Linked DNA regions of Sus scrofa: region 2 is linked to region 1. Evidence: chromatin contacts called from public Hi-C data. All regions are on one chromosome and are shown on one strand. Each heading gives the region's core, a stretch centred on a gene start, on an enhancer-like site or on the middle of the called end of the contact. The rest is flanking DNA. Distances are from core to core; before and after follow the strand shown. Region 1 holds the start of HOXC5 (homeobox protein Hox-C5). Region 2 holds the start of HNRNPA1 (heterogeneous nuclear ribonucleoprotein A1).

What was found. Hi-C and Micro-C count contacts between places; a contact is called where the count stands out from the background.
Region 2: a contact with region 1 is called in a Hi-C map of skeletal muscle, with 2.6 times the contacts expected there. The contact joins the promoter of HNRNPA1 here to the promoter of HOXC5 in region 1. A contact is called at or near these places in 2 of 47 Hi-C or Micro-C datasets (both in skeletal muscle) and 1 of 2 datasets of contacts at active chromatin or transcription factors (skeletal muscle).

The regions. Positions count from the first base shown.
Region 1 is chr5:19,244,499-19,247,228 of Sscrofa11.1, reverse strand. It overlaps HOXC5 (homeobox protein Hox-C5), which reads right to left and starts at 1,372. Exons shown (of 2, transcript XM_003126202.3): 1 at 841-1,372; 2 at 1-141. The coding sequence starts at 1,294. It overlaps MIR615 (microRNA 615), which reads right to left and starts at 466; the gene lies at 379-466.
Region 2 is chr5:19,483,824-19,486,523 of Sscrofa11.1, reverse strand. It overlaps HNRNPA1 (heterogeneous nuclear ribonucleoprotein A1), which reads right to left and starts at 1,347. Exons shown (of 9, transcript NM_001077218.1): 1 at 1,333-1,347; 2 at 671-787; 3 at 231-377; 4 at 1-100. The coding sequence starts at 1,347. CBX5 (chromobox protein homolog 5) reads left to right here and starts at 1,997. Exons shown (of 5, transcript XM_021091740.1): 1 at 1,997-2,151.

The DNA of each region.
Region 1 (2,730 bases), core at 123-2,622:
TCTGTCTCTCGTTGAGACACAAGTTGTTGGCGATTTCTATGCGCCTGCGGCGAGTGAGGTAGCGGTTAAAGTGGAATTCTTTTTCCAGTTCCAGAGTCTGGTAGCGCGTGTAACTGGTTCGGGACCGCTTGCCGTCCGTCTCTGGAACATAAACCCCCCAAGCCAGGAAGGGGTGAATAGCGTGCAGCGCCCCAGCGTCCCGGTCCCAGCCCAGGCCCCCACCCGCGGCCAGAGGGAGACGAGGCGAGCAGGGCAGGACAGGCCCGGCGGGCCGCAGGCGGGCCCGGCCCAGCCCAGCCTGGCCCGGGGAGAGGCGCCTCCGCCCAGGCAGGAAACTTTCCGCCGCAGCCTTCACTCAGCAGCCGGAGGGGCTGAGGGGGTGGGGGGGAGAGGGAGACCCAGGCTCGGACCGAACAATAAGCACCCTCGAGATCCGAGCACCGGGGAGCCCCCTCCCGCCCCTCCCGAGTCGCTGGAATCCTCCGGAGCGGCAAGCGGCGGCCGAGCCGGCTCCGCAGGGGAGGGAGGAGGGACCGCGGGGGGATCCCCGCTCTGGAGCCCCGCGCTCCTCACCCTTCAGATCCCTCTATTTTTTTAACTCCCTCCCTCTCCCCCAAAAATTGAATATTGCCTTTTATACACGTTTTGTTCCTATGATCCAATTATGTCGTCGTAAATTTGGGCGCACACAGCCTCTAAGCCTTTTAGTGGACAGTTTTACGAGCCATTGATGCCTGGATCGTAAAATTTATGGCCGCAGGTTTTTTTTCTTTATTTGCCCCGCATGGCCTATAAAACCCAGGCGGACCCGAGCGCGCAAAATGAAGTCCTAAAGTTTACCGTGGCTCATGTGCAGTTTGGTCATCCACGGGTAAATCTGTGGCGGGGCCGGTGGCTGGCTCAGTCCGGCGGGCTGCCCTGTCTGCGCCTGCTCCTCTTTGATCTCCCCACTGCTCTTAGCTCGCTCCTCCAGCGCTGGGCGAGCCGCCTTCTGACTGTACATCCCGGGGTTCAGAGGAGCCGCTTCATCTCTGCCCAGAGCGTGTCCCGGAGCGGCCGCGGCGCTGCAGGCGGGGCGGTCGGGGTGAGCCCGGGGGTTGGCAGCCATGTCTACCCCGTGGAGAGAGTTGGAAGGCGCAGGCGGTGGGAAAGTGATGCTTAAGTCCAATCCGCCGTAGCAGTACCTGGATGCCTGCACCTCTGAGGCCGATCCATAGTTCCCACAAGTTTGCATGTTATAGGCAGGGATATTGGGGCTCTGCTTATAGAATGAATTGGCTACGTAGGAGCTCATGGCGGGGAGGGCCCAAAAAAAATTTCTGCACCCTTTTTGATTAAGGGTGATTTGTGACTCTTTGAAGTTGAGGGGTTTTTTGTTCTCCAAAGTGCACAATTTATAGGTGGAGATATCTCTTTCTTTATCCTATGCGCTCTTCCCAAATAAGGGAGCCTTAAATAGAGTCACGTGACTCGAGCGGCCACTCATAAATTTGGCTTGATGACCTCCGGGAGGTTAGTGATGGAAGCCGGCGAAACGCATCTTGATATGTTGGCAAAGCCCAACCAAGGGGGTGAGGGAGTGAGAGTGAGAGAGAGAGAGAGAGAGAGAGAGAGAGAGAGAGAAAGGGAGAGAAGGGGGAGGAAAAAAAAAATGGTTCTTGGAATTGGGGGGTAGCCGGGACAACGAGCCCACAGCGACACCTGGTGCCTACTTCGAGGAATTGCAGCCTGGCTCTCTGGCTGGCCTTCAGGCCTTGGCTTTTTCTCCTGTGAAGAGGCTGGGTGTTGATGCAACAAACCCCTGAAATGGCCTTTTAAATTATATTTAATTTTAAGGGGAGATGAAGCTTCACTAGGATGTACAGAGAGGTTTTTTTGGTAACAGATAGCCCTGTCCTCCAGAACCTCAAGGTCTTTCAGTGTTCAAAATGGCTGAAGGAAGGGGTTTGGGGTAGGGAGGCCCCCCTGCCCTGGCTGGAGGGGGTTTATCTCAGGTTTGCTAAACCAAGGGTGGGGATCCCTTCCCTTGGAGGCCCCAGGGCCCTGTTACTGCTGAAGGGGTTGCCTGTCAGCTTGGGAAAGTGAACCCAGCCTCTGGAGTGGTAGACAGGATCCCCAGGAGGAGGGGTCCTGGGTAGGCAGAACTAGAGAGGACAAGAGTGCTGGGGCCTCTGGGATGAGCCTGGAGGTGAGGAGCCAGGGGAAGATGACTAGGCCTCCTCATCAAGCCAGGGAGTCCAGAGTGGCAACAAGGCAATTTTCAATTTGGGTGGGTGGCAGGGGTGGGTGGCAGAGGTAGCTGGGTGGCTAAAGAAACAGAGACACCATGGGCTGGGGAACTGCTCTGCATCCCTGTGTATGACCCTCATGTGGTACCTATGCCAGGTATTTTGCATGGAAAATAGATGTTAACTGACAGCCTGGAGAAGCAAAATCCAGGCCTCCACAAATGTGACAAGAACAGGACAGAGGAAGAGGCCTGTTTTGTGCCTTTGGGGGAAAAGGCCTCTGAACCAGGCTTTCTAGGGACCTGGACCCAGAAGGGTGTCACAGGAGAGCAATTTCTGAGCTCTTTGGAGGTGCAGAAAGGACCTGGCTAGGGCCGACAGGGCTGGGGGTGGGCAGGGCAGGTGCCTGGGCCACCTTTACAGGCTGCGACAAGGGGCTCCCACAGCCTTTCTGACCCCTTCCCTAGCCCCAAGTCTGATTCTTTCCTGCCTGCTTCTCCCC
Region 2 (2,700 bases), core at 98-2,597, 240 kb before region 1:
GTTCAAAATAATCTCTTAGGTGATGTTCTTCAGTGTCTTCTTTAATGCCACCAACAAAAATCTTTTTCACAGTTAAGTGGGCACCAGGTCTTTGAGAATCCTAAAGGGGGAGAAAATAGTAACAATCCTAAGACCATGTTAATACTAAGTCTGTTACATCCCCTTAATGTGAGTGAATCCTGCTAATCGAACATTTCCAGTCGATGAAACACAAGAAAAACATCACTTACTTCTCTTGAGACGGCCCTCTTTGGTTCCACAACTCTTCCATCCACCTTGTGCGGCCTTGCATTCATGGCTGCATCCACCTCCTCCACAGTGGCATACGTGACAAACCCGAAACCTCTGGAGCGCTTGGTGTTTGGGTCCCTCATTACCTTTAATGTTTATTTAGCACATGGTAAGACACCAGAAGTTACAGCCTTTTCTACCTTGACTAAGGCAATGGAAAACTTTCTACCAACCCTCTAAACGAAGCTCTTCAATGACCACCGCCCCCACCCCTTAAACCTAACAATTGGGAGCTTTTCAGCTATGAAGCCACACCTTCCTTTGTCAAGTAAGCTATAAAGTCAATAGGAATCTTCATAAGCATTCAAACAGCAACGACAGCGAGATAAGCCAAGAAAAACAACTAGCTCTAAGGCCTTTTGTCTCTTCCAAGTCTTACCACACAGTCTGTGAGCGTTCCCCATTGCTCAAAATGGCTCCTCAGACTCTCATCGGTTGTTTCAAAGCTCAAACCTCCGATGAAGAGCTTCCGCAGCTGTTCGGGCTCTTTGGGAGACTAGAAGTAGGGGCAAAAAAAGCGTTAAATAGGGCTATAACGCAAACAAGCTCCCCGCTACAAGAAGCAACACCAGGTAGCAACGTACGAAGCTTTTATTGTTCCCTCGGGTCGCTGTAAGCCACGTGCTTCTCCCCATCTGGGGAGGCGGTATGTTGGGGGCTGGGAAGCGGCGAGCGCATGCGCCCCTTACTCTCCCTACGACGCACGCGCAACAAAAGGACTGGGAGGGCGTGCATCGCCAAAATTGGACTACAGCTACTCTTTAAGAAAGTCGTCCACTAGGACAAGGATGAAAAACAGACCGAATGTGTCCACGAGCATTGCAAAAAAGAACGAGAGCAGCGTGATAACCAAGGATTGCACGACGACAGCCTCATGGCGACGAGGACAAAATGGCGACCTGAACTCAGGGAGGGGTAGGCCCCGGCAGCGACCGAAGAACTGCCGAAAAGGCTGGTGCAAGCAGCCAAACCAGACTGCACCCTACCAAACTCAGCAAGCGGCGAAGAAGAAAACGCAGATGAAAAAAGAGTCTCACTCACCTCTGACTTAGACATGACGGTAGTGGGGAGGAGGTTACAACGATGCTTACTCGGCGGCGTCCGGGGGCAGAAAGGAGTAATCTAACGAACGAGTCTGCCAGCCTACCTTCGGCCTCGCTTTTTTATCCCGCCTCCTCGCGTTCGGCATTGGTAGACTCCGCCCCTGAGTAGCTCTGATTGGATATTTGACATAGCTTTCCCCCACTATTGGTCTCTCGTATGCGTTGCTGTGTAACGTCATCCGTTTGGGCGTTCTACGCAGTCTCAACCCCTCCCGGTCCATTGGTTCCTAAGTAATATTATTCTTAACTAGACTGATTGGCTGGTCAACCAATGATTCATATTTGAATTATTTCGGGTATTGAGATAACTTTTTAATTAGCTATGTCCGGAATATTCAACGCCTGTGTCAAAGCATTTTTAATACTATGTATCAAAAAAGTAGCTAGCATGTGACAATTTGGCGGAACGGGGGCGGGGGCAAGATCGCCTGCTGAGCGCATGTGTAGTAAAATGGCGAGTTTACGCAGGCGCGCTAAGAAGTTCCGCCCGGAGCTTGCAACACGTGAAATGGCGGGCAGGAGACAGCGGCGAACCTAAGGCGCCTGCGTAGTGGCGGGAGTTGTGCCCCCTTTTGCGCAGGCGTAATGGGCGGGGAAAGGGTCGGGTCCCAGGATTGGTCGCGCAGGCGCAGGGAAGGATCCGTTTTGGCGGGCGGTTGGCGTTGCGCAGAAGGCGGCGGCGGCGGTGGCTTGTGGTCCGGCCGCACCACAGAGGAACAGGCGAGGCGTTAGCGTGAGTGATCGGTCTCGACCCCCGGTAAGTGGCGGACCATCTTGCCTACCCATACGAGGTCTTGAACTGACTCCAACTGGGCCCGTTATTGTGTGAAATGAATGGACCTCGGGGTGGGGGCTCGTGAAGGGGGAGCGGTGAGATCGGCCAACCAATGGAAGAACGGGGGCGGGATGTTTTATCCCCGTAGGTTCTGTGGAGCTTTGCAGCGGAAGAGTTTGACTGGCGAGTGTATAGGCCAATTGGGGCTGTCCTTAGCTGCCGACTCATCGGTCCTTGGGCCATCGGTATGTGGGAGGCGGGCTTTCTCCTCCTGAGCAGCATCTCACTGAGCCAATGAGCACGAAGCGCGCGGTAGGTTGGGCTCCTCCAAGAGGCCACGATTTGACTCCAATGGGGGATGCGGGAGTTGGGCGGTTAGGTGGATGGACCAAATCGGGAGCCAGTAGGCGAGCAGCCTCTGGAAAGCGCTCAGGCTGTTCGTCCAATCAGCGCTCCAAAAGAGGGAGGTCTTAGATTTGGGGATGCGAGGAAGGGGATTCAATGCCTGTGATGGCGCGTAGGGGCTATTTT